Linked DNA regions of Mus musculus: regions 1, 2, 3, 4 and 6 are each linked to region 5. Evidence: chromatin contacts called from public promoter capture Hi-C data. All regions are on one chromosome and are shown on one strand. Each heading gives the region's core, a stretch centred on a gene start, on an enhancer-like site or on the middle of the called end of the contact. The rest is flanking DNA. Distances are from core to core; before and after follow the strand shown.

Evidence for each region. Promoter capture Hi-C pulls out the DNA fragments that hold promoters and counts their contacts.
Region 1: a promoter capture Hi-C map of hippocampal neurons shows a contact between it and region 5, with 4 times the contacts expected there. The contact joins the enhancer-like site here to the promoter of Lrguk in region 5. A contact is called at or near these places in 12 of 39 promoter capture datasets (the 3T3-L1 cell line, 3T3-L1-derived adipocytes, the C10 cell line and 7 more) and 1 of 9 other capture datasets (liver).
Region 2: a contact with region 5 is called in a promoter capture Hi-C map of liver, with 4 times the contacts expected there. The contact joins the promoter of Plxna4os1 here to the promoter of Lrguk in region 5. A contact is called at or near these places in 8 of 39 promoter capture datasets (the 3T3-L1 cell line, 3T3-L1-derived adipocytes, the C10 cell line and 3 more), 1 of 115 datasets of contacts at active chromatin or transcription factors (astrocytes) and 1 of 9 other capture datasets (embryonic stem cells).
Region 3: a promoter capture Hi-C map of the C10 cell line shows a contact between it and region 5, with 6 times the contacts expected there. The contact joins the enhancer-like site here to the promoter of Lrguk in region 5. A contact is called at or near these places in 6 of 39 promoter capture datasets (the 3T3-L1 cell line, the C10 cell line, hippocampal neurons and 3 more) and 1 of 9 other capture datasets (liver).
Region 4: a promoter capture Hi-C map of hippocampal neurons shows a contact between it and region 5, with 6 times the contacts expected there. The contact joins the enhancer-like site here to the promoter of Lrguk in region 5. A contact is called at or near these places in 7 of 39 promoter capture datasets (the C10 cell line, frontonasal cranial neural crest, hippocampal neurons and 2 more) and 1 of 115 datasets of contacts at active chromatin or transcription factors (embryonic stem cells).
Region 6: a promoter capture Hi-C map of liver shows a contact between it and region 5, with 3 times the contacts expected there. The contact joins the enhancer-like site here to the promoter of Lrguk in region 5. A contact is called at or near these places in 6 of 39 promoter capture datasets (the 3T3-L1 cell line, embryonic stem cells, hippocampal neurons and 2 more).

Annotation. Positions count from the first base shown.
Region 1 is chr6:33,002,621-33,007,120 of GRCm38.p6, forward strand. All of the region lies in intron 3 of Chchd3 (coiled-coil-helix-coiled-coil-helix domain containing 3), which reads right to left. Among named protein-coding and RNA genes, the nearest start is that of Chchd3, 55 kb to the right of the region's middle. Within about 2 kb of position 2,276, at least 10 of the 459 cell types and tissues checked have an H3K27ac peak or open chromatin away from gene starts, as enhancers often do. A contact at or near this core is called in hippocampal neurons, where this site is marked.
Region 2 is chr6:32,509,414-32,513,880 of GRCm38.p6, forward strand. Plxna4os1 (plexin A4, opposite strand 1) reads left to right here and starts at 1,728. Exons shown (of 2, transcript NR_040277.1): 1 at 1,728-2,032. All of the region lies in intron 2 of Plxna4 (plexin A4), which reads right to left.
Region 3 is chr6:32,939,281-32,944,260 of GRCm38.p6, forward strand. The region is part of intron 4 of Chchd3 (coiled-coil-helix-coiled-coil-helix domain containing 3); the gene reads right to left. Among named protein-coding and RNA genes, the nearest start is that of Chchd3, 120 kb to the right of the region's middle. Within about 2 kb of position 1,276, at least 8 of the 459 cell types and tissues checked have an H3K27ac peak or open chromatin away from gene starts, as enhancers often do.
Region 4 is chr6:32,777,984-32,782,645 of GRCm38.p6, forward strand. No RefSeq gene overlaps it. Among named protein-coding and RNA genes, the nearest start is that of Gm32007, 120 kb to the left of the region's middle. Within about 2 kb of position 2,913, at least 48 of the 459 cell types and tissues checked have an H3K27ac peak or open chromatin away from gene starts, as enhancers often do. A contact at or near this core is called in hippocampal neurons, where this site is marked.
Region 5 is chr6:34,026,698-34,031,160 of GRCm38.p6, forward strand. It overlaps Lrguk (leucine-rich repeats and guanylate kinase domain containing), which reads left to right and starts at 2,751. Exons shown (of 20, transcript NM_028886.1): 1 at 2,751-3,056. The coding sequence starts at 2,760. Gm38786 (a long non-coding RNA gene) reads right to left here and starts at 3,027. Exons shown (of 4, transcript XR_868961.1): 1 at 2,943-3,027.
Region 6 is chr6:32,394,681-32,399,282 of GRCm38.p6, forward strand. The region is part of intron 3 of Plxna4 (plexin A4); the gene reads right to left. Among named protein-coding and RNA genes, the nearest start is that of Plxna4os1, 110 kb to the right of the region's middle. Within about 2 kb of position 2,616, at least 92 of the 459 cell types and tissues checked have an H3K27ac peak or open chromatin away from gene starts, as enhancers often do. A contact at or near this core is called in liver, where this site is marked.

The DNA.
Region 1 (4,500 bases), core at 1,026-3,525, 1.0 Mb before region 5:
ATGAATATTACACTAAATTAAAATAAAAATTTGTAGTCATTGGGTAATATAAAATTATAAAGATACAATTTAATTTTTCTTTTATTTAATATAAGATATAACTATGCAATACTCAGCCACATGCATTAATATTAGTAACTTTTCACAAATATTAAAAAAATAATCTGCAGCAAGCCCACTTTATTAAGAAAAGATGCTTTGCCGGGCATGGTGGCGCACGCCTTTAATCCTTTAATCAGAAGGCAGAGGCAGGCAGATTTCTGAGTTCGAGGCCGGCCTGGTCTACAAAATGAGTTCCAGGACAGCCAGGGCTATACAGAGAAACCCTGTCTCGAAAAAACCAATCAATCAATCAATCAATCAATCAATAAATGCCCTGTCTCGAAAAGACCAATCAATCAATCAATCAATCAATAAAAAGAAAAGATGTTATGTTGGCTAATAGTTCTGGAGATTCAAGGCCACAGCACCCAACTTAACTTCATTGCACTAAAGCTACTGCTGACACCATCTCAGAAAGAACATACATGAAACAGTGAGGTCACAGAGAGCAGCCTGGCCTGGTTGGATTTCACAGCAGCTCACTGCTGCAAGCCACCATGGGTCCCATGAGACCACCTTAGTTATTCTCAGGATGTGAGGGGCAGTACCTCCCTGCTGTCCACAGCCTATGCACATATATTTTTCTAGGTCCCTCTCAAAGCTTCTGTCACCTCCCACCTTACAACATCAGAAGCCAAGTCTCCAACACAGGAACTTTGGGGGACAAACTATATTCAAGCCCTGTCTCTTCCAGAAAGACAGTTCTAGTCAGTATTTTCCAGGCCTGGTGATTCATTCCATTGAAAACTATCTGTGAGTATTTTCTGATTTTAGAGATAGAACTTTAGTACATGACTACTTACATAGCTTAAACATGGCCATAACTCACAAATCTGTTTGTCTAGCCAACTCTTCCCTCCCCTGTCTTTCACCTTTTTCCTCCAAAGGCTGGATGTATCTGATAATAAAGTCAGAACATATTAAACAGAATGGGTTTAGACAGAACGTAACATTACCATGAGTTTCACTATCACAATGAACTAAAAGATACAAGAATGTCTCATGTCCCAATTCTGGCTTCCATACCACTATCAATGGGAAAAGTAAGTGAACTATGTTATGCTTTCAAGGAGACAACTGATAAAATTTATGATTAATTTATTTAACTAAATTAAGCTCCAATGGATCTAATATAATTTTCCAAATTACTAAAACTGAGGACAAATCTCAACTGATAGCCATTTAAAAATAGCAGGCAGGGAGTCTCTCAGTTGACAGACAGCTAGCTTCACAACTGGATGCCGACTCCTTTTTCCTTCCTGATTTCTTGAAGAAAGGTTATTAAAGCAAAACACTTTCACTTGCCTTTATAGGTAAAGAGGTGAAATTTGAATGCCAAGGGTCAAAGGTCAGGAGTAGTCACATTTTTCTTGCTGTCAGAGATTGGCTTTTGGAGGCAGGACGAGGGGAAGTAAACCACATCTTAGAAGATTGTGTTCAAACTGTAGCCTGTCCTTGTGTGTTGTGCCCTTGTGACATTGGTGTGCGGTAGCTGCCAAAGCAGTATGGCCAACCTCAGCCTACATACACAACAGACTGTCCCAGGAAAAACAGGCTGGCTCCTGTGGACCCTCAGCAGCAGACCAAATGACTGTTGCATCTATTAGATGTTTTAATGAGCTCATGCAAATTAGACAAAAGAATTTAAGCATGGAGGCTCATCATCTGTAATTTAGAAGCATGATCAGAAAACTACCCCAGTGCCCACAGATCCACAGTACAGTGAATGGAAAGTCCATGTTCAGATGTGGTTGTTTGGTTTTGGTTTTAATTAGAATATAACACAGGTTGCTGCAAAACTTGTACTCAGCTCTGCTGTCACTATGGTACTAACAAGAAATGTCTCATGGGGAAAGCCAGCACAAAGGAACAGAACCTAAAAGAAGTGGGGGTAAATTCTGAGTGGCTAGAAATCTCTTCAGCTTACATGACTTTGTCTAAATGTGTGTGCCATGACTAGTCAGAACAGCAGAGAAAGGGCATCTGCTCTGGGAGGAAGGCAGGGCAAGCCTGCCAAGGTGCCATGCAATCTGATGGATCTCATAGTCTGGCCTGCAGATGGGCTGATTTTACCAACACATATTTTTCCACACTCTCACATGCCTAATGTACCTCCTGACTGCAGAGAGGCAGTCCTGCCTCGGGTGTCATCGCCTGCACAGAGCATCAAAATTTGCAGAAGTGGTGTCAGCAGCTTGGAAAACTCCCAGAAGTGGCAGTGGAGCAATCCCTTAAGGAATGCTATGTTGCCACGGTTTTGAGGATGCTGAATATGATACTACATGGGAAAACCAGGACATCAGGACTGAGCAAATGAATGGAAGGAGTGAAGCCCAGTGTGCAAAGGCCTGAAAGAGGCTTGAATCCTGGGACCTCACTGTTGGCACAACTGGCATTTTAGCCATGAAATGCTTTTTGTCGGGGACAAAAGGTAGCAAAGAGCCCATCTTAAGAATTACATGATCTTTAGCAGCATCTTGGGTACCATCTACTAGATATGATTTGACAGGTGTGACAGCCAAAAATGTCTCTAAACATTGTCAAATGTCCCCTGGAGACCAAAATGCCCCCCAGTTAAGAACCACCACCTTAACCAGTTTATTTTGCTTACAGGAAGAATTTTTTTTTCAAAATTAGTCTTAATGAGGTATTTTAATAAGAAAATCAAAGAGATGAAACATTGGATCATAATCTGCAGCCATTTTCTTTTCTCAGTAGAACATCTTGAAATCAACGGCATCTTCAACTCAGGTAGATTCTACCACCCACTTCCCTTTAAGGAGCCCTCATCTGTGTCTCCTGCTGAGAAATGGCTTCCTTTCTCCTGCAGTCTTAGCCAGTTCCAATTTTCCCTAGCTAGTGGTTTTTCTGTCTTCCTTTTTGAACTATCAGGCTTCCCAAGTTAACCACAGTTAAGATTTGATCTTTTGGTCCAAAGAAATCTCCCTGAAATAAGGTGATGAGTTAAGCTGTCCTGACAGAAGACAGCTCTGCTGCACAGTTCACCAGCCTGTTGACTATTTCTTGCTTCTCCTCACCACTCAGACCTGGCAGAGCACAGATACAAGTGCGTATTCCTGGATTGTCTCTGGTTTTGAATGAGCTTTAAAATTTGCTCAAGGAAAAGATTGCACTTAAAGAGTTGACCATTTTCACCACACAGAAATAGGGACACTTGAGAAGAGAGCAGGGCGCAACATGGCTGAACATTACACAGTGCACATGTCATTAGAACATTCAATACTCTGCATCAATTAAGAACTAGTATGTGGAGTTATAATAATTCTACAAAGAAATATATCACTTTTTGGAAATTAATTTCAATGTCCTCAAACATATGTATTTGAAATTTACTTGTCTGTGTATCTTTGTTTGGATCTCATACACTTGAGAACTGGTAGACAATTCTGTGTGCATTTGAGGAAAAAGAAAAACCTAGGCCATCAGGACTTGTGCAGGTGACAATGTAGGAGTATGGAGAACCACTCTGAAGAAAAGCTTACAATAAGCCTTCACTCAAACTTAGGCAACAGACACACCAATGCCTAAATGCACTGCTACTCGAAGATGCCGCTTTTAGAAGACTGAACGGAAAGCTTTCTTAATGCTTGTGCTAAAGTTTCTTCGCTGATGAAGAACAAAAAAGGAAGAAGGTGGGGAAAGCTATTGATTCAGTCAAGTATCATATAGAACACACACTTTTCGCCAAGATTTGACAGCTGGAGGGTTGTTATAAAGAAAGCTTCAAACAAAACATTTTTAAAGAAAAAAATAATAACATAATAGCTGCTCTACCCTCTGCTCTCTAAAACGGTGACAGAAAATGAACCCCTTATCAAGAGTCATTTGTCCAGGTTACAGCTAGGTGCCAACTCCATCCCACCTGAGGCATGGAGGGGCCCTCACATTCCTGTTTGTTCATCTCCTCGGCCCTTTCCCTTTCACGGCCAGAGCAGAGCACATGGGAGTCAAATCATGAAAGGAAAGGCACATACTAGCATGGTGAATTACTCAAAGAAAAAGCCTGCACCATGTGGTAATAAAGAACTCCTGAAATACAGTTCGCAAAGTAAACACGAATTGGACCACCCCCCAAATCCGTGTGAACATAAAATTTAATTAAAGAAAATATAATTTCAAGATATAAAAAAAATGCTATCATAACATGCTTCTTTTCTTCATGAAACTGATGTGGATTTTTTTTAATATTTAAACTTCACTAATTATATACACTCCATCAACCTAAAGTAATTAAATAATTATAAAGTGTTTCATAGGAAGTCACTATAAAGACACACACAGTCTTCTGGAAGTGTTAATTATATCTCAATTTTTTAAGTGATAACGCTTTATCTAGTTCCTTAAAAATGGTGGACATAATCAATAGCTTATATTCTT
Region 2 (4,467 bases), core at 478-2,977, 1.5 Mb before region 5:
TTTGCTCTCAGGGATGCCGATGTGTGTCTGTGGACAGCATAGGGGGCCAGACTCACTAGGGAGAAGGACCTAAATGGACAGATAGAATGAGGAAAGTGCCCTTGGTTGTCTCTTCCTTCTCTAACTTTGTTAACGAAATGAGAGCAGTTGCCAGTGTGTGGATGTGTGATCATTCCCTTCAGCCTTACAAAATTAAAGGACACTGGAGAGGCAAAGCAAAGAGTGTAGCTTAAAAGATGTCTTTTCCTGGCACAGTGTCTGAGCCCCCATCACGTGTGCATAGAGAAAGGAAGACAGGCCAGCAAACAAGCACATCCTAGGGACTAAGACACCGAATGCAACCTCAGTTATATACAGTCCAAACCTCTCCAAAGAAGATAATGATGGTGTAAATCCATCAATAAACCACGGGGACAGTATAACCAGAAGTGGGGGTGCAGGGTGGGGTTGGGATCATTTGCATTCATCAAGGGGTTCTAAGGGCCTTCCCTTACTTTCTAATAACATCGGTGTGTTTCTTTTTTGCTTTTTATGGAATATATACTGTCTCACCAACTCCTTCCTTAGCATAAAATTAGAGCAGAAGGGGAACTGTTTACTGGCCTTTTGATAGTTCATGAGCAGGTGCTGGCTGAGGCCCAAAGGTCAGGACTCCCTGGCCAGCATCCTTGCCAAGATACCACCCTGTGTAGATGAAATGAATTAAAGGGAACTCTACATCTGGGGTGATTGGTGAGGTACATTCATGTGTTGATGGATAAGATGTCCAACATCCCATTTCAGTCTGTGCTATGCCCACTGAATGAGTCTCATGTGTACAAATACACATACACACTTGTATACGTATGAGAGAGAAATATCACCGTGTTCATGGCTGAGGGTCCTGTGTGAGCAGGAGAGGAAAGAAGCCACAAAGATAAAACAGAGGTGATGAAACATGAAGATAGTGGTTTAGAGCAAGACAAGGAGAAGCAACAAGAGGGGAGATGGACACACGGAAGTTGTGTGCACATGCGGGCATATTTACCAGTGTGCATGACATTGTGCCGAACCTGCAAAGTAATGTCTCAGCAGGGTGAGGATCCATGTCCTTAAGTCATAGCTCAGAAACTTATAGACTGAGTCTCTTGAATGTGTCTGTTTTAAAATTTGTGTGATTCTTGGGTCCCCCCCCCCCAATACACACACACACACTGACCTGCTGGCCTCCCAAGTGGCATCTTGGGAGAACACCATACGCCAACCTTGGACTTCCTCCCACCAGATCTAGCTCATCCCCCAGGACTTGGCCATCATCACATGACCTCAAAAGATCCAGATGGGACTTCTACTGCAATTCCTCCTGACCAAGAATGCCTTTAGACCTGGATGCCTAGTACTGGAGCTACATTGTGGGGAGACATGGGGGTGGGCAGGGAGGGAACTTCTGTCTTGGGGTTGCCTTACCACTGGCATTTGAAGTTTAAATAAGGAAATTGTGTACTCAAAGGGCTTACAAGGAGTGAGGGCTTGCAATGTGTACCTATTTCACGAACTTGTTTAGTGGTTTGTAGTGTTGACAAGATTGGTTGGAATGAGAAGGGGGGCAGGGTGTGGAAGAGGAGGAGTTCCTGGACCAAGGGAGTGTGAGTGCCAAGCAAAGAGAGGAACCCTTGCCTCTCACCATAACAGGAAACAAACCCATGTAGTCAGAGTCCAGCTTCCTGCTGACAGAGAAACGAAAACAGCACAAGCAGACCGGCTGAGGCTGGCCTGGGACAGCTGCCTGGCTATTCCGGATGCTCGTTTTCACGGGGTTCAGGATCTCAGGCGCCAGGCAAACCTGAGTGACCAGCTATGCTGGGACACAAGGCCAGCATGAGTGCAAGGGGATAACCCTGCCTACTTCCTAGGACTACCTGCTGTGTCTGGGAATCAGTTGAATCACACAGCATGTAGGGATGGAGTCCTCCTTCATATCAACGGTGTATGCTGTTGGGCAGAAAGTGAAAATGAAGCTTGTTCTTGTACCTCTGGGACCCCCATGGAACTGGTAAGGCCAGTGGGTAAACCTTCAAGTCATATGGGAGCTTGGCCCAGCCATAGTTCTTCCAGAAAGGCCTCTGGAATCTTGGGAGAAGTTTGCAGACTGCATTAACTTGGAGAGTCCCATTTGTACCCAATACTCAGTGTCTAGGACCACACATTCCTAGATGGTCCTTGCACAGGAACCTTGCCAACCCAGACAAGTTCTACTGGCCTTGCACTGAGACATGCTATGGGAGAAGTAGTGGGCTTGAGATTCAGACACACAGTATGCTCTAGACTGTAGAACATACTTAGCATTAATTACATAATACTAACCTCAGTGCTTGACTCTCTGTCCCTCTATGCCCTTGGGGATTGGAGCCTGACTATTCTGTTGCTCTGTAGGACTCTGGGAACAATGAAAGAGGGGCATGAAGCACATTGCACACTGGCAGGGCAGGGCTATGCAAAGCTGTGGTGGTCCTCACCGTCTACCCCCAGTATGAGGGCCTGATAGGTGACTGGTGATGATTCAAAGTAAGAGTCCCTGCCCCATGGACCCACTTGTTTGTTGTTTGTTTGGTTTGGGTTGGGTTGGGTTGGGTTGGGTTTGGGTTTTTTGGTTTTGGGTTTTTTTTTTTCCTAGCAGAAGGTCACTCTGAGGTCAAAACTCACAGAGAAGAGGAAGTGGTCTGTATCCACTCTGTGTCTGCTTCCCACTATCAGCCCTAGACTGGTCCTGCCGGGTGCTTCTCAGCTGGTTTCAAACTCAGACTTCAGGAAATGGAGTGATAGACACTCCCTTGACTACAACCTTTGTCCCATCTACAGGGTGTAGTGATCCACTTCCCTTTCACATTCCTGGAGACTGAGGTCTTTCCTTGATCTTGGCCAGTCTGTTGCCTAGTTGCCTAAAACATTCCCAGGATTTAAGATGTTTTCTCTACTCCTTGACTTACTTGGAGCCAGAGGCTAGGGCTCTATAAGGGAACTCAGCAAACTAAAGAGGGAGAAGAATGTAGGGAGCCACGTCTAGGACAACCCCTAGACTCATGAAGGACACAGACCCTTAGCTCGCAACAATGTCCTCCCCAAAGTGGGCTGTCTATTTCATATTAGAACTGTCAAGTTTCTGTGGGAAAGGCTGGCCATCACAGAGTCCTAGCATAAGACAGAAAAGGTAGATTCTCGGTCCCATAGCCTTAGAGGTGTGTGCTCTATAAGCAGAGATTTGCAGAGACCCTTTGAAGTAGGCTACAAAGGGGGCCAGAGCCAGGATCAGTGGTGAGAAGCTACAGAAATACAAATTAAATCAAATTGGTTAACCCTCCTAGATGCCTTCCTAACAAATTGGCCTCAGGTTAGACTCCTTGAGTCCCAGCACAACCTAAGACCCCAGCCATATCTTTCTAGCTCTCTTATGCCTAGGCTCTCAATGAGATCTTCTGAGCATTGTATAGGTTCTACTGCCTTCATTATTAGGTCCTTTTTCCATTTGGATTAGAGATGAACAGGACACAGGAAAAGAAAGGCTCAGAAAGCAAAGTTGGAGGATGCTTCCATCCCCAAACACCTAAAGATGCCTCACCAGCTCCCACAGTGTCTATATCCAACACAGCCCAGGCACTGACACTTGCAAATGTTTCTATACTCATAGCCACTCAGTCATAGGAGACCACTCCTGGCCGTTCCCAGCCTCTCTTCTGACATGAATACAGCCAGTCTTCCTCGCCCATGGAGAAGCAGAAGCACCATTGAGTTCTCTGATAGTTGCAATCAGAAGGCTCTGGATTCATGAGTTAGGCAAGTGACCCAGGGTCAGACCACTCTCAGCTCTGAGTTCAGGAGAAGAAATATAGGTGTCAGGAAATGGAAAAGGCCATATAAGCTCAATAAATATCTTCTGATAGGCATTCTAATTTTCATAATCAGAATAAAGTGTATAATCAAAACAAATCTCTGGTCATATCCCCTTTGTAAACTCTCCAAGTTATAACTACAATAAAACCCACAGGTATTCCCACCCTCCAAACACAAACCCTTAAAGTCAACCTCTTAAGTTGTAGCCTCCTTTGGTTATCTCCAGCAACAGCAACTGCAATGATAAGTTTTATGTCAGCTTGACACAGCTAGATTGAAGAATTCTCAATAGAGTAAAGCCTCCATAAGATTCGCTTGTGAGCACATCAGTAGTGCATTATCTTGGTTGATGATTGATAAGGGAGGGCCTACCACCACTTCTAGGCTAGTGGTCCTGGGTGCTACACAAAGCCATCTGAGCAAGCCATAAGAGCAAGCCGCCTCCATGGCCTCTGAATTAGCTCTTGTTTCCACCCTGGCTTCCCTTAGTGATGGACTATGATATGGAACTGTGTGTTTGAATAAACCCCTTTCTCTCCAACTTACCTCTGATTGTGGCATTTATCTCAGTAATAGAAACTCTAACTAAGACACGGTCTG
Region 3 (4,980 bases), core at 26-2,525, 1.1 Mb before region 5:
AGTACATTTTCTATACAACTGAGGCCCTCCCTTCATGCACCCTAAGTCCCTGATTAAATCTGTAGCCATCTGTAAGGGAAGTCCTTCCTCAGAGAACAAGCTGAGTGCTGGAGCGCAGACTGTTTGGGCTCTGTTTTTCAGAGAAACCAAGGCCATCACTAGAAGCCTGTACCACTTTCTGTGTTTTTCATTTGTCTCTCCCTTCTGGGTCATTTTCTCCATGTGACAGCATCTACCTCAGACTACACGAATACATACATATATATATATATATATATATATATATATATATATATATGTGTGTGTGTGTGTGTGTGTGTGTGTGTGTGTGTGTGTGTATACATGCATGTATATAAACACTGTGTATATATAAATATTTTACATATATAATCTACAGGTTATCAACAGGACTTAGCATGAGGGCATAAAGTAAAAAGCAAGTGCTTTGTTGAACAGATTTCATTTTTATTCAGAAGCAGACCAGAAGAAATATTGTTCCAACCACCCTGTCAGTTTGTATTTTCAAAAGAATTGAAAATAAGAGAAGTTTTAGACCCAGGGCAGGACCCTGCATTCAAGATTAGTTCTACTATAGGCAAAGAAACCACCTTCCTAATGGCCAATGCCCTGTCAAAAGACTTCAAAGCAGGCACTTCTGTGCTTTGCTCAGGGCATGCACATATATGTTTTTATTCACTGCTACAGTTCTAGCTCTTAAGTGTTAGGTTCTGTGTGTTAAATATAACAAAGAGGATATAGTGGCCATAGCTCCTGAGTTCTGTCCTTTCATATGCTACTTTATCTTAGCTAAGAATTAGCTAAGGTAACGACACACAAGAGCATTTCTTAGAATTATGTCATCCTTGAAGACTGCACATAGACCAAGGCACTTGTTTCTTAGACTTCTTAGAGCTACAGTTACGGCCTCAGCATTCACACCTGTGCTGGATTCTCAAGCCATCTTCAAGCTGATGGAGACTCCCAGCTGATCAGCATAACCACACTTCAGTTCAAACAAGGCTTTCCTGACCTCTTCAAAATATCCCCACTAAAACTATCAACCACTCAGAGGAACCGCCACTCCAGGCTTGGACCTGCGAGCGTCTGTTCTGCTGCACACACACGTAACTTGAGAACCGGCTCTCTCGTCACAAACTTTATCAGCTTCATCCTCTTCTTGACAAACTGTGTCTGTCTCTGAAACCCAACCACAGCAATAAGACCTCCCACTTGCTGGTAATAATAGGCTCCTTACACTGCTAGCGACAGCAAGAACTAGAAGCACAGAACTGCTTGCTGCTTACATGCCACCTGCTCCGCTGCTTTTCCAATCGTTCGAGGGAAGTCTGGGTTGCTTAGATGTTCGATAAGGGAAGCAGCCTAGTCAGGGGATGCCATGGACAGGACAGGAGATTGTGAACAAGACCTCGGAGACTGACTCAGTCCTCGAACTACTGCAGTGGAGCTGAGGGACCTCACAGCAGTAATAATTTAGTGCAGGATTTCAGGGGCTGAGGGGTGTCTTAATGATAGGACACTTCCCTGGCATGTGTGAAGGTCTCAGTTTGACCCACACCACCACCACCAGGGAAGGAGGAGACAGGATATTGACAGACCTCTTGTGACTTCTCAGAGCAACTCCTTGAAGTATCTAAGTTTATTTGACAAGGAAAGTGAGCACACAAAGGCTGAACTGTTCTCCAGGAATCTAGTTAGTAGTTAAATTAAGAAACAAGACATTCTGGTCTTGCTGTTCCTAGGAGGACTCCAGTCCTATAGTCATTGACTAGAAATTGCCAGGCCTAATATATTTCTCTAATGAAGAAGGAATAGAAAGGGAACAGAAAGTGGAATGCTACTGCATATATTTAAAAAAAAAAAAAAAAAGGTCTACATCAACTAGTTTATCATCCTTGATACACTTGATACAGACAGGAACCAGGAGTGCTATAAATTATTTATGATATGCAACAGTCTAATGGAGTATAAAATAGATTCCTTTTTTCACAGTTAGTAAAAGTTGTGGGATTCTTAATGTTGTCATATCCAGATGGAGCATGTATCCTACCTATCCTGACTTTTGACAGAAGCATCAATTTTCTAAATTGTTCTCTAACAACTGTAAGTTAAGGAAGAAAGAAAATTACTCGCGATGTTAATAATTGCAATTCTCTGAAGACTTTAAAGAAACCACTGTAATTTTACATTATTGAATCCTGTGGCTTTCTACGGTAGGAGAATTTTCAGACAGCTTCCTCTCTTACTATATTAAAACAAGATATCTCCACACAAACACTAAATAACTGCAAACAGTACAATGAGACCTAGACCAGGAGGGGCAAGGAGGAGCTGCACAGGAGTGCCAAACAGGGAGAGAAGATGTTGCCACACAATTCCTCTCAACAGCAAACCACGGGAATAGAACAGCTGGCTAAATGAACTTTACAGGTATACAGACCATAGCTCCATGCTATGTATGGTCTACAAGGAGACATCGGATGAGGTGCAGTACTCTGCCTGTTACAAGACACCCAACCATTCACAATAATAAAGGAGTGAACTATAAACCAAGAGAAAGGGACTCCACCAAACAATGCCCACCCCAAGAAAAAAAGGAAGAGGGGATTACTATGAACAGAACCTATGAAGAATAACCACCAGTATATCTAAATACTAGAAGATAAAAAACTTCAACTTGTGTATACACTCCAGACATTGCCGAAAGGTTCTTGAAACCTAAGAAGAAAACCAAGTGCCTTGAGTACTAAAATGATCAAGGAACAGAGAGCAGTGTTCATTTGGAATAGATAGATCATACTAGCACGGCAATTCTGTCTGGAGAATTGCCTTGACAAATATTTCTAATCCTGTGAGTCTACAATAAATAACAGTGGTCAAAGCACTGGCAACTGTGCCAATTCAACAGAATTTTAAGATCAGAAACTACCTTAATTCTACATTAAGTAAAATGATCAAGACAAATATAAGAAGAATGGATAAATTACTTATTTAAAAAACTGATGCTGGCAAAACTTTGTACAAACACCTAGTGAGACACCATATGCTAAAATAAACACAGGAAGGAAAAAAAATATGGGGCTAGAGAGGGCTCCACAGGTAGTTAATAGCTCTGGCCCCTCTCCTGAAAACCCAGGTCCCATTTCCAGCATTCAAATGGAGCTTAACAATCATCTACAACTCCAGTTTGGAAGATCTAAAACCCTCTTCTTGACTTCCATGGACACTGTACAAATGTGGTGCAATACACATGCAGACAAACAATCCATATACATGAAATAAAATAAAAACTAAAATTTAATCTGAAATAAAACAGTATCAAATAAACCTTAATTATAAACAAACCCTACCAAAAATATAAAAACAATAAAGCAAAGATGTAGCCCATCTGACATATATCAAGTCAAACTCACAAATACGAAGAGTAGGAGGCAAATAAAAAATATTTTAAAACGACAAAGTGGAGTGGGGCATGGTGATGCACACCTTTAATGCCAGCACTTGGGAGGCAGAAACAAGCAGTCCTCTGTGAGTTCAAGGCCTGCCTGGCTACAAAGAAAGCTGCAGGACAGCCACAGCTGCTACACAGAGAAACCATGTCTCATAAAAAGCAAGCAACCAACCAACCGTTAAATACATAATAGATGAGAGATAGATAGAAAGAAAAATTAATAAGCAATTCAAGTTATCAGTATGTGATGCTTGTCTCTCATATCAACCACAAATGAAACAGAGTTATAATACCCAATCCTGAAAGGAGGGTAAGGAATCGGACATACTCTCACACTGCTAACAGGATTATAAACTGACAGAAATGTTTCTTTAGACATATATGAAAATATGCATTTATATATTTGCCTGTATGAAGAATGATTGTATCAAATATATTCTTTCACCTAATAATTTTACTGGTCAAAGGCATTATTTTCTTTGGCATTTTAATAAATTTGAAAAAAATAGAAATTGTCAGAACACCCCAAAAGAGAAAGAAGTAGTCAAACATCCAAATATCCAACATACACACATTAAAAATGTCACAGGAGAATAAATAATAGGAAGTGAAATTCACAATGTACTACTACAATAAAAGACTTTAGAATACCTTGGAATTAGAAAATGAGCCCAAATTATTTATACCTCTTCCATCCAATCCATCTAATTACTAAAAATACACACATATAAAACACATATGTGCATATATACATACATATATTACATGAACATAAATATACACATTGAAAACAAATCATACATAGAAAACATAAACCACACTTACTACAACTTACAGGATTTATACATGAGGTTTTTCAAATCCATTACTAAATTTTCTACAATAAACATTTAATTGTATCTAATTAATGTCAATTGTATCTAATGTAAATGTCAATTATTTTTCACAATTTTTTTTACTGTAAGGCTCCTTTACTCCCATTCCTTGTAACCACATTTTAAAAACCGCACTGATTTTAAAGCCAGGTACCGAAGCAGAATTCTCTTGGTTTGTAGTTTTGCCAGCTGGTCCCCTCTTCTCCTGCACTGCCACCTTGCCAAGCTTCTCCTGTGAGGCTTCTTCTCAGCTCCTGGCACCTGTTAGCATCTCTAGAGCAAAACAAGCAATGCACTGCAATGCACTGCTCTGAGGTACAGATCATCACAGCCTCTTTAAACTGTCTCAAAAAGTTCAGTTTCAGCTCACACTGCCTAACACGAAAACGACTATGTAACTGCAAAAATGTAAAATATTCTTTAAAAATACTTTTCGACAAGTTTATTATGAAAATTGGAGGTGTGATAAGTGAATTCCACACAACTGACTTAATTCCCCCCTCTCTCCTCTGTTTGTCTGTCTCTCTGTCTCTTTCTCTCTCTGTGTCTCACTCTCTCTCTGTCTCACACACAAACACAAACACACAAACACACAAACACGCCTATTACCCAAAATGAACTACTGCTATCTACTAA
Region 4 (4,662 bases), core at 1,663-4,162, 1.2 Mb before region 5:
GGGACTCACATTTCAGTTCCCTTGGGCATATTCTTGAGGGTAGAAATGCTGAGTCTTAGAACCTCGCCATTCAATCTGCTGGCTGACAGCATGTGCAAGCTCTAATTTGCCTGTGTCCCCACTAACACCTACCATTCCCAAGTTCTCCTATCTCACACCTACCTTAGTGGGTGTAAAATAGCATCTCGTGTGAGATTGTGTTTGTTTGTAACCCAGGAGGCAACATCATTTGTTTTCCTCTACCATTCTCGCTACCTTATTGAAGCTGAGCCTGGAGCTACTGACTGGACAAGACTTGCTGACCAGCCAGCTTCAGGAATCTCAGGTACACACCACCATACCTGATGTGTTCGAATAGTGACTAATGTCTAAACATAGCACACCAGGTCAAAGCAGTTCCACGTGTAAGAGATTTATTGGGAGAGAGAGGGGCAAGGTGGTGGCAGAAATAGAAGAGGGGAAGAGAGAGAGAGAGAGAGAGAGAGCGATCAAAGGGGGCCTTTTCTTTATATGTGGGTGATGATGTAACACAGGTAAAGGTGGGAGGGGAGCTAAGTGGATTCTGGGAATACTGTGGCTATTGCCTATGTGATGTCTCGGATTTCGGAGGTCCTAATACCAACAATACCCAGCTTTGTACATGGACACTGGAGATTCAAATTCAGGTCCCCATGCATTCAGAGCACTGAGACCCAACCCACTTGTGGCTTTTGCTTGCATTCTCCTAAGGATTACAGATGCCAAACACCTTTTTTCATGCTCCTAGGTCCTCAGTCCATCTTCCGTGAAGAAATGTCTATTCACCCATCTCCCACACCTCATGTTTCTCATGTGTCTGACTGGAAACTATATTTAACAAACTGTTTGTGTTGAGATTAAAGGCCTAATCTTGACTAAGGACATGATAAACTTCACCAGGGAGATTACTAAACATTGGTGTTTTAATTATTTTTTGTGTTGCTGTGATAAAATATCTAACAACGGCAACTTAGGGTTAATTTTGGCTCATGGTCTGAAGGTGTACTAGTCATGGCAGAGAAAGCATGACGGCAGGAGCATGAACCAGCTGGTCAATGTTGCACACATTGCCCAGGCAGGAAGTAGAGCCTGAACACCGATTCTCAACTCTTTCTCTTTTGATTCAGTCTGGGCCCCCAACCACCCTGGATGGCGTCATCCACATTCAAGGCGAGCCTTCCCTCTTCCGCCAAACCTTTCAAGAAACGGCCTCACTGACGTGCCTGGAGATGTGCTTGCATGATGGGTCTACATCTTGTCAAGTTGGCCATAAAGAGTCACTGCCATAGCTAGTAAGCCCCAGATCCTTGCTAAGGATGAAGCTAGCCCGGGGCAGATGCCCTGACGGGAGACACTGCATCTTTATCACAGGTCCATATCAGTCAAAAACTTTCCAAGGAAAGGTTCAGGAAACCCAATCCAAGCACACGAAAGAGAAGGAAAACAAGCGACACTCTTCTAACAGGAAGTCCCAAGCAAGCCTTGTTAACTCTGTAGCTTAACATCATGATACAGCAAGCGGTTCCCATCGTTTTTCCCTGTTGCCTTCTTTGTCTAGCTTCTGTCTTCAGGATCACAACGTGGCCACCGAAGCACAGATCTTGTATACTCACGCTGTGATGTCTGTGGCCACGAGAGGAAATAGACTCCAACCTCATTCACACCTCTTTTTTTTTTTTTTAACATTTCCAGAAACATGAGGCAGACTTCCCTCCCTCCTCATTGGCTAGCATAATATCACATGCACGGCCCCAAGCCAATCACTGGCAAGGGAAGTAGAATTACCATTTTGGCTTAGAATCGTAATGAAGATTCTTTGCTGGGTTGGGGAAAGGTGGTTGCTTCCTAAGAGACTTAGTCACCCTCACAAACTCAAGATCTGTCAGGAGGGAAAGTGTTAACTTTTAGGGAGGTGACAATGAACAGTATTTATTGCACCCTGCAGCGAGAGATTATGGAAAGAACCGGAAGAGCTTGGCCCTTCACCCCACCCCCTACAGATTTATAGAGATTTCCCTGTAGGATATTATAGACTGCCTGTAACCTTTTTAGTGCCCTGTAATCCTCACATAGGACATTATTTATGTGTCTTCAAGCTGTCTATAAAACAAAGGATTGGCTTATGTTCTCGTGACTCTAAAAGGCTGTCAGGGCCAAATAGATTGTTCTAGAAGTCTGGGGGCATTAGAGGGTGAAGGAGAAATCCATGGACAGCCAGGCTCGGGCAACAGGAAGATGGTGGCATTTTGGGCAACAGAATGTTCCAAGAGTAAGGAATAGGTTGGGGAGGTTTGAAGGCTAGGTACAAATAATTAGCAGTTCAGGACAACTTGAGATTGTGGTCACAATTACGCAGGAAAAATGTATAGATTTATGGGACTTCGATTTCTTTCTTTTCGTCCTTCTTCCTCCGTCCCTCCGTCCCTCCCTCCGTCCCTCCCTCCTTCCCTTCCTTCCTTCCTTCCTTCCTTCTGAAGGCAGGTGGCCGAAGCTGCGCTGGTGATATTTCACGCAGCCCTACTCGGGGCTGCTTTGTATCTGTGTTATTGAGCAGCCTAGCTTCGAAAACCAATACACCAGTAACAAATTGCTAGAGTAGAGGCGGAAAATTCCAGCCCAACTGCTACATTCCTTCCCATCTTTCACCTCAGAAGACCTTGAGAACCTAGCAGGCACGTGGCCCTGAGAGCTTTATTTAGCACGGCTGGGCTCTGGGCCCGGTACCCCAGTGGCCCACCTGGGGCCCGCTGAGTGGCTGCACCTGGGACACCCTCCGGTGGCAGACACAGTGGGCGCACAGCTCAGCCGCCTCTCAGTCTCTGGCTTCCTGGGTGGCAGGAGGAGGGAGGGAGCTCCACGCAGTCGCACAGATGTCTTGGAACTCAAGGGAAGTAAAAAAAGGAAGTAGGGAAATTGTCTGACAGACCCCAACGAGCAAAATTAGCATCAGCCACAGGCTGGAGGCTCTGCAGTCATTTTCCCTCTGCCTGAAACCTCAGGAAGTTTGCTGCAGCACTCATGACAGAGGGTAAGGTGAGGAAGAGTAGGGGCTTCGATTGGTTCGGCCCACAGAATTATACTCTACAAACGCGTACTAGACAAGAGGTGGGGGGCAGGGGAGCGGCGTTTAAGCAATTGGAACTCTCAAGGGCTATAGAATAGAACCAGGCTGGGCTGCGCAAAAGGGGACTTTGAAAGTAGGTGGGAGAAAGCCTTCTGCAGAGGGAAGGATTAAGGTCCAGTTTACGAGCTGTGAGACTCTGAACAAATTATGTAAACTCCAAGCCCCAGTTTCCCTATCTGAAAATGGGAATAATAGGATTACTGGGACGGGAGGTGGTGGACATAAATATTCTGTGCAGAGAGATGGCTTGGAGCAGGGCTTACTGAAATTGTCATCGAGTGTGGCAATCCTTGATGTAGGAACAACCCAAACTTGTGCATATTTATTTTCAATCCTTGTTATCATAAAATGTAAGCTGTAAATATGAATCTCAACAAATTATTAGAAATTAAATATACCAGCCAGGCATGGAAATGCATGTCTGTGACCTTGGCTATTCGGGAGGCTGGGCAGGGGGGAGGGAATTGCTCACACTCATAAAATCCAGACGTTCCAAGACAGCCCTAGAGAGTAGTGAGACCTCAAGCAAACAGACTGAGTACTCAAAGACTTGAACCATCAGCAGGACCTGGAGCCCCATCCCCTTACTCCCATGGATGGAAACTGCACACACACAGTAAGGTCATTGCTATTCATTAGTGATGATTTTTGGTTTTGAAATAGAGTTGCTACAAAAGCATCCTTTACCCACACTACCCACAAATCTACAGAGTTTGTCTTTTCTTTGGGGGGGGGGGCATCTCACATAGCCCAGGCTTTAGCTGTGTAGCCAAGGGTAAGAAACTTTAGATCCTCTGGCCTTCATGCCCAAAGTGCTGGATTACAGGTGTGCATCACTAGGTTTCATACGGTGCTACGGCTCAAACCCAGAGCCTAAAGCATATTAGTAAGTACTCTACCAATCGAGCTCTGTTCTCAGCTCCAGCAGTGGACTTGTGTTCAACAGCATCGTCTGTGTGTATGTGTGTAGCCATAGTCCACCCATTTGTATTACTGTGCGTGACTGTATAATATTCCATACACCTCGGTCTTCCTACCCTTCCAGTTTCTATTTGCAAGCTAGCTGTCGTGACTTGTGCTACTTGAATGTGCCAGGTAGGAGACTCATAGATCAGATGTCACATATGTCCTGTTTTAATAGAGTTGCTCACATTGATTGTGCCGACCCCCCATTTTCACACATCCCAGCCAATAGTCAGCATTTCCCATCTTCTTTCTACCATTCTGAAGGATAAGCAGAAGCTAATGAGTAATGTTGCTAATGCTTTTCATATGCTTGTCACTTATTTATATCCTGTAGCTAGGCTTGGTGGCTCACATCTGTAACTCTAGCACTTGGATGCTAAGGCAGGAGGCTCAAGAGTTCAAGACCAGGCATGGCTACATATTCACTTTGAGGCCCCCCTGGGCTACATGAAACTTGTCTCCAAAATCCAGCTGACCAAAGAAGCAGAAGTCCTAACATTTTAACATTTCATAGTATGCCCATGGTAGCCTCTTGCCCATTTTTCTGCTCAGCT
Region 5 (4,463 bases), core at 1,501-4,000:
TCTTTCTTTCTGAAAAAGTTGTAGCTTTGGCAGTGCTGCTCAGTCTACATTAGGTGTCTTGCACTGTTCCCGACCCCCATCCTGCCTTAGGCCAATTGTTGACCTCCCTGGAGCTTCAGTGGACCGACCCATCAAGTGAAAGTAAAGGTAGGTATGGAGATAAAAAGGCCAAATACACATCAGTATCATAAGCCAATCGTTAGGTCTTAATATGTTGTAGTAAATTAGCCTGTTTTGTCTCTGAAAGGAATATTAAATATCAGCCTTCTCTACCAGCTCCTTTACAACTATAAAACCTGTGTTTAGGACAAGGAATTCAGATCTTTTATCTCTCCAACCCAGTAAGACTTTTACATAAACGTTTTAATAGCACCAACCCAGTAAGCCCCTGCTACATTCTCAGATTAAAGTCATTGACTTCCTTTCACCTTCATTTCTCTAGCTTTGATTTTAAAAAACTATCCAATCTTGAGAGCCTGAAGTCAGACTCCAGCCAGTGGAAAAAAGACAGTTGCCACCATCAAGTGGACTTCCTGTCTCTGTGCCTTCATTCTCTCTAAATCATCCTCCTGAAAAAGAGTAACATTTTGCTTTGTTGAGACGCTTCAGATGGAGTGGTGGGCTCTGTCTTTGGGACCTCAAAGTTACTTCGAACAGTCTCTAACTTAGCAAGTCTATGTCACAATTCCTTATCTTGTGGATTCTGAATATGGTTGCCATCTTTAACTCTGATTGACTTGAATAATTACTGATGTCATTTATTGTTTCTGCCACACTCCTTCCCATTTAGCTCCTGAGTAAACAACACAAAGACATCAGAATTCATTAACAAGCTACAAACCTAAACTGGGCAGGTTCTGACACTATGACAACCCAATGAGGCTATTAATAACCAGATGAATATACCCACTGCTTGCCAACTGAGTCTTGTTTTGTTTCATGTGTGGCCTCAGGGTGAGCTTCTCTTGGCCACATGATCATGGGCCATCCTGCCTCATGGAGTCCTCCTTCTTCCTTTACCTTTTTCCTTCTCCTTGTAGTCCCTACCTAAGACCCCCTACTCCATTTCAAGTTCTGCCTTCCTCTCTCTCCTTCCCAGTCTTGGGCTCTAGCCTTTTATTGTCCAAGCAGAGATTGGGGAGAATTCTTTATAGCACATTGGTCAATACAATGCCCACGTCTAGACTGAAATGTGACCTTGGGACACAGAACAAGCATCTGAATGCACAGTTCACGAGACCAACTCCAACAAATAAACTCTCCCCAGCCTGTTTCATTCTAGTCCTTGTAGGGCAAACATGTTTTTCATGTTTTGAAATTATTCTTTGACAGATCCTAACTCTACCATCAAACATTTTTCTCAGTAGATTGCCGTTAGCAAAGTTCCCTCTGCTACAAATGCTGATTAAGTTATTGAAGACACACATAGGGTTTGCGTTTTTATAATTTCTGCAAGAGCAGAGCGAACACTCTAGTCTTCTTAGTTAGGTGGATCCAGACCCTAAGGCAATGAGGTTGGAGAGAAATCCCTTGTCAAAATCGGTACCCACTAGGAAAAGAAATAACAGGCAAGGCAAACCTAGCAGAGAGATACTTTCATTGCGCCCTTTCCAGTTACGAGCCGCAAGATAATGAAGGAAGGTAATTCTGAAAGCTTTATGTCAGTTTTAATGGTCCCTCAAGCACTAAGAAAGATAATAGTCAATGGATGGTGTCCATAAGAATTTTTTCTCCTTTTCCCCTGACAGCCATTGATAGGATCATTTTGTATTTGTAATGGCTGTCACTGAAGCATGGAGAAATGGCCCAGTAAGGCCAGAGGATGAAGACAACTTCCCTGTCAGGATCTCTGTTGTCATTGCTATGGCAATAATAGTTGCTACAGTTCTCGTTCTGTTTTTCTATAGCATGTCTATTTTGTGGAGCTTAAGGCTATAGGATTTGGGTTTCATAAAATCACACTAGCAGAATGCCATGCCTTTTCTAATCCTTCAAGAAGAACATTTGATAAAACTATTCAGCAGGATGAAAATAATTACAGATGCAGGTCACTTGACTAATTATTGATGGAATACTAACCTCTTCACAGGGGTTCAGATACACTACAATTAGTTTGATTTATTTTCCTTTTCTCTCCTCCCTTTCCCTTCCTTCCCTTCCCCAATCTGCCCCTCTGGTCCCACTGCTAGCTTTTTTCTTCCCAAGGACCAGACTCAGAGTTGGACAGGTATGTAAATTAACTACAAATGAGCTCTTAAAATCCTTTGGTAGTTTCTCTTCATTATCTACAATGAAAGGAAAAGGAGAGGAGTCAGGTCTTTTCAATCTTCTATGTCACGGCCTCATCTCCTCCCACGGCGCTGTGCATAGTGTTAAATTTCATCTTTACTAGCTTTCCGACCGACAGAATTAGGGATGTCAAATGCTTCCAAAGTTCGATGGTGTGAATGAAGCCAGACTGGAGATGCTTGTGTGAATGTTATCAAATGTGAGGTGAACAAGCTCAAAGAAGGACAGGCAGCAAGAAGACAAAGAAAGTGGGTGGAGAAAAGGGATTAAAAGTACATGCAAAAAGGAACAACACTAGCCACTGAACGTAAAGAGGAAAATAAAAGAAGCAGCAGAACGCTGCAAAAGTGAACGCCAATGGAGACCTTGACAGAATGTGCAAGTACGGAAGCTTGGACTACAGCCCCCCAGAGTTCCTTGCAGCGCCGCGGGCCATGACGTCAGTCTCCTAGGCAACGCGTATAAACAAGATGGCGGCCTTCGAGCGAAATCCCTCGAGATGGAAAGGCACCCGTTTCAGGCGGGGTTTGGGCGCCTCTCGCATTGCAGCCCAGGCGATACTGTCGCTCACAGAAAAACAAAGTCAGGGCCGTTGGCCTTCTTTCCCCCTGGGTCTGAAGTCAAAAGGGACTTTCAGAAGCGCCTCCTCTTACCTCCTCCACCAGCTCATCCACCGCTCTCATGAGGCAGAAGCGGAGCAAGAAGAGAAGCAACAGGAGGACGGAGAATCTGAAGAGTCAGAGGAGTCCGAAATGCAGAATTTGGAGGTGTGCCTCCCCCCCTCCCCAACCCGCACCCCAGTCTCAGGCATCCTCCAGCCGCTCAACCTGGCTGCCTCAGCGGCAGCTTGCTTCTGCCTTCTCTAGCCCTGGGCTCAGCCCACTCCACTCTAGCCAGAGGGCAAGGGCTTTTCTTTGCTGCTTATTTTTATTCCCCCATTTCTCGTGTGCTTCACCTCCTGTCTTGGAGAAAGGGGGTGAAACCCTCCAAATATTTACTTTCTTTTCCTAGTTTCTTATCTGTCAGATTACACACTGTTATAACGGGGGGAAAAAAATCAGTGTACCAGTATGGGTTTAATGCTTTCAAAATTACGCATTGACAAAATTATGCGGGCCATTCATCTTCTTCCTTCCTCCAGGGTGGTTTAAAAAAAAATCCCAATGCTCTGCTGAAGACGAAATAATGTATACGTTTTATATGTTACTTCTGCTCGGGGTATTTGTGTGCCTATTTAAGCACTCCCACTCTTTCTGGTTAGAAGGGAGCCACAGCATGATCAGAGAGAGCCAGCTCACCCCTAGTTGGCAGAGTTTGGCTTATGGGGAGCGTTCCCAACGCTCTTAACTATTTTCCTAATCTCCTGATTCCACTTCCCTTCCCCACTTGACTGTATTCCCACACACCGACTGTCCTTCCTCATCCCTTCGCTTCCTTCCACCTTGCATTCCCTTACTCCTAGTATTGGCTTCTATTTATTGTGCTTTTTCAAAATCGTAGGTTGATCTGTTTCCCTCTCATACCCAGTTAGGCTTTTCTCTCTGTCATAGCTACTCAGAACCAACATCTTTCTTGATTTCACTTCTTGCCTTTTTTCGCTGCTCCCCCTTCTTTTCCCTCAGCTTCTTCACAAGCCACCTTTCTCCCCCTGTCAAACATGGCTCCTGGTTTGCCTTCTTTCTTGTCCTTCCTGCCTCTGACCTCCCGTTACTCCACTTCTGCCCTCCTTTCCCTGGGCTCTTGTCTCTAATGCCCTTTCCTGCACTTGGAATATTTGGCCTATTTCCCCCCTCATCCCTCTTTTTGTTTTTCCTAGTCTACATCTTTCTTCCTGGGCTGGTTGCATTCTAACGTTGCTTGAAGTTGGCTATAGCAGTGTGCTGGCAATGGCGTTCTTGCCATTCTCACCCGGCACTGAGAGGCAGAGATAGGGTGATTGTCGTGAGTTAGAGGTTAGCCTGGTCTACACACCCAGTTTCTGATTAGCTAGAAACACTGATAGAACCACACAGTGAGACCGTGCCTTAACAATAACGATGATGATGATGATGATGGTGATGCTGGTGATGATGATGAAGATAATGATAACAAACAACCAAAAAGGCCATCATTTATTTTATTCTCCCTTTGTTGGTTAATTTTCCACCTTCAGCTGAGACTACGACAAACCGTAG
Region 6 (4,602 bases), core at 1,366-3,865, 1.6 Mb before region 5:
CTTGTGTTCAGGTGCTGTGGTCTCTAATTTTATACTTTTATCCTGAATTTTAAAAAGATGTTTTACTATAGCTATTTATTTTGTGCACATGCATGTTTGTATATACACAGATACAGTGTGTGTGTGCACGCACGCACGCACGCACGTGTAGGTCAGAGCTTGTTCTTTCTGTTTATCATTTGACTCCAGGAGGTCTGGCTCAGGTTATCAAGCTCAGCGGGTAGCCTTTACCTGCTGAGCATTCTTACCAGCCCTCTCTTATGTTCTTATTTTATGTTCTTTCCTAGTGACCTAGTAGAAATCATGAGAGGATGTGACACCAAGGATTCCCACCTCCTTAGCCACTCACTTCCCCAGCTTTCTTCACAGAGAATTTCAGAACTGTGCCAGACATCAGCCCTGCAGAAGACATTACTGGCATGTCATTACAACAAGATGTAAGAAAAGAGATTGTGTGTGTGTGTGTGTGTGTGTGTGTGTGTGTGTGTGTGTGTGTGGTGTATTAGGAAAGAACACAGCCTCTGCCTTTATGTTTGGCCTCAGCATGCATCTCTGCCCCCCACCCTCCACCTCTAGAGACTGGTGTGATTGTGAGCCCTAGGTTAGTTGTGTAATGCCACTGCAGTAAGTTGGGTTCCTTCATTCCCTGCCCCAGTGTCCAGATGACTGGCCATAGAAGCCATAAAGAGATGAGATCCCTGCATCTCTAAGGAAAGCAGTGAGCCAAGTCTGAGAGATGTCTGTATTCCAGAGAGGGCGTCAACTAACCTTGTACATGGAAACACCAGAAAAGGTGACTGTGCCTACACTCCAGTGTCCACGTGACCCACAGGGTGCCTAGGGCAGGGACAGTAGACCAGTTACTTAACCAAAGGAAGCAGAGAGACAGCGACAGAATCCTTCCCCCTTCCCACGGACTCAGACATGATCATGATGCAAGCCTGGATCACGCTGGGGACGACGCTGGCTTGTCGGTTCCAGTTTCAACATCCAAGGTCAATACCACAGTAAGTTCATGAAGTTTGACTTCTCCATGGAGGTGACAGTTGGAGACAGACCCACAGAGAAACTGTTGGTGAGTGGAACCTGGGGCTACCTGCCTCTGAAGGGAAGGGCAGGGCGAGGTTAGTACCAGGCCAAGAAAAGATGCCTTCAAGTATCTTAGCAGACATGGGGCATAGCACACAGAAGTATCCTCAAAACCCCTAACTCCCTTGCTTTCCCTTTTCAGGAAATGTGTATGCTGAAGTTGAGCTTCACACAATGTTGTGAGTCCCTGGTTAATGAGGTCACTGCCATGGGCCAGATCCTGAGTCAATCAGAGAGCTTAGCATATGACCCTGGGTCTGTGCATCACACCTAACCCCAGGAACTGGTTTAGTAAAGCTGGGTAGTGACCTGAGTTCTAAATAGCCAGAGGGAACAGGAGGCTCACAGCTATACCAGCCTCTAGAGCTGGGCGGGCAGACACTCATGCTGACACCAATTTTACATGTGTTCTTGCCTAGTACAGCAGAACACCACCCCCAGTTAGTCCAATCACCTTTCCTTTGTCTGGTTGTAACCACAAGCTAGCAACGTTCATCTTCTTCACTGGAAAAAAACACTAGAAGCACCACCATATGTAGAATCTCTTTTTATATAAAAGGGGGAAAGCATGAACGTACACAGATGCACACCCATGTGTACACACACACACACGAGTTTCTCAATGGCACATCCTCCTGTGACCAACATGATACCTCACTCACAAATTACACAAACTGAAGGATGAAGCAGTGTAGGATCATCCAATAAATCATAAGCACACATCAAAATCTAACCCCTCAACTAAACCTGGGCCTGATCAACATCATATCAGTTTTGAATGCTGGAGTGGTTGATCTGCAAATGATGTGAGATCATTTGGAGCATAGTTATTCACCACTGATCCCTTTGCTCTCTGAGTGATTGTACTTTAATTAACATTTAGTAAAGATTGTGAGATCATCCATGAAGCGGCTCTATGTAGGGGATTCCCTGAAGCTCAGAAGAGAAAGGCAAAAAGAACCCCGTCTATTGACAGGCAATGAAAGCTGGGCACAGTGGTGTACAACAGCAATCTCAGCACTTGGGAAGATGGAGAAAGGATTGTGAGTTTAAGAGCAGCCTGGGCTATTTAGTGAGACTCAGTCTCAAAAAACAAAACAAAGCAAGCAAACAAACAAAAAGCCTAGATGATTGACCAACAACTGACTGACTGACTGACTGACTGGCTGACTGACTGACTGACTGACTGACTGACTGGCTGACTGACTGACTGGCTGGCTGAATGACTAAATATTAGAAGGGTCTATCAGCTCTTCCACTCAGGACCAGACATCAAGGCTGGAGAATGGGAGGAAGAAGGCAAGTTTGAAAGAAGACCCGCCAGTCCTGCCAGTCCTCACTCCCCGGGGTCATCCCACCAGGGCTGGCCAGTATGCCTGACAGCTCACAGTAGTCCAAGAGCAACAAAGACCTCCTCTGCTGAGAGAAAACCAGACTATGTTTTTGTCTCTAGCCACTCCCCCAGCAGCCCGGGTCCTGCCAAAGGACTGCAGGTCAAGCCTGGGAGAGCTCCAGCTGGCCCGGTTCCCCTCATAACTGCACTTGGCTTCATTAACCCAGCCCTCCCCTTCCAGCCAGTGGGGCAGGAAGCCTTCTCTGGGCCTGTTTTTCAGCCTGTTTTTTCTCTCTCTCAGAAGTGGGGCAGATGGTTGCCACAGTAGAAGGAGAGCCCGCTGGGAAGGGAGAGAGTGAGCTGCCCAGGTTTGGGATGGCACCTCAGGGCTTTGCACACAGGTGACCTGGCACCCAGTCTCCTGGCATTTCCTGGCACAGCCCTCCTGATAAGCTTAACCTTTGTCTGAGATCACTGGAATTCTGCCTCAGAAAAGGAAACACTGAACTGAGCGTGGAAAACAGGGGGAGATGGGATGATGCCAAAAACCTTGCTGGAAATCCTTAGCAGGGATTACCGTCTCCAGGATATGTTGCCCTAGACAGGGTACTTTTGTCCGGGAGCTCAGAACATCTGAAAGTCTCAGAGGTATTCTCTAACCCGAGGCTTCTCAAACTTTCTGTGGTAGAGAGCCATTTGGTGAAAATTTTCCAGTCTTTCGTAGAAGGATACATTTGTCAAATACCAAGCAAATGACTAGAAAAAATAAAATAGCAAATGACAGCATGCAAATTCATTGGGCATACCCCCTGATCCCGAACAATATCGAAGTGCTGTGTGCATTTCCAAGTCTTCACCCTCTGATATCTGCCCTGAACAGACCATTAACACATTGTTCACAGACCATACTTCGGTCTAGTCTAGACTCAGTATATGGTTCAAGTACCCAGAGCTTCGGAGCGCATTAGAAATGCCCAATCTCATGTGTCACCCAAGACCTACTTAGTGAGAATTTTGCATTCTCGAAAAGCACACCCCCCACCGAGTAGTTTTGAGTATGATACCCACCATTTGAGATATGGTGGAATTGAGCAGGCTCATTGTTTAATGCACTACAAAAGGTTTTTTCACACTCAACTTAGAGATGTCTTTGAGTAAAAAAGGTACTTTGTGTTAAAGCATCTTAGCAGAGGGGCTAAAGGAATGGCTCCGTCGGCAAAGAGCTCCTCTTTAAAAGATAAGGCTTGAACCCTAGGACACATGTGACATAAAGCCAGGCATGGTGGCATATGCTTATAATCCCAGCATTGGGGAAGTGGAGACAAGCAGATCGCTGTGGGTTGCTGGCAGCCAGCCTGACCTACTTGGCAACTACCAGGCCAATAGGAGACTCTGGAGATGGAGAGCAGGGCAAAGAGGGAGAGATAAAAAAAAGTGAATGAACAAGGTAGATAGTTTCAGAGGAACAACATATGAAGTGGTCTTCAGGCCTCCACACAACACATATACATATGTGCATATACACCTGCACACACAAGAGCACATGCATATGCATATACACATATACACATACATATACACATATACAAAAGCATATTAACTATGTTGGAGTAGAAGGCAGGTGTAAAGATGAACTCTTTTATGGATATTCGGTAACTGAGCAGAAACAAAGCAGAGAAAATGTGGAAGATGGAGACCCCCACCATGGCCGGATGATACTGTGGCTTAGAAGCTTCCAGACAAGGAATGCCATACAGGCTAGATCAACAGTGAGCCAGAAGAGTAAGAGTGAGGGGTGACAGATGGTTCAGAGCTGCTGTGAGGATAAGGAGCATTTCATAGGGTGATATGATCTGAGGTCAAGGAATGGGGGGCGACTTGATGCAGTAACTGAAAGGGCTGGCCTGAGTGGAGACAGTAGTCTATTTATTTACATCACCTCTATTGGCCAGCTGAATGTTATTCAAGGAGTTGGTTACCAGTCACTAGGCTATGCACAGTCAGCTGTAACTTCTCCCCTAATCTGTTTGGGCCATTTAAGGCTCTCCATATCCTAGTCTGTCTCCAGCATAGATCCAAAGAGGCTGGATGCTCCCAGGGTCCTCTCTGCCCTTCCATCTTTCTACATGCCACTGCCTCTGCCTCGGACTGCAGACTTGTTTCAATCAATTTCCGCTGAG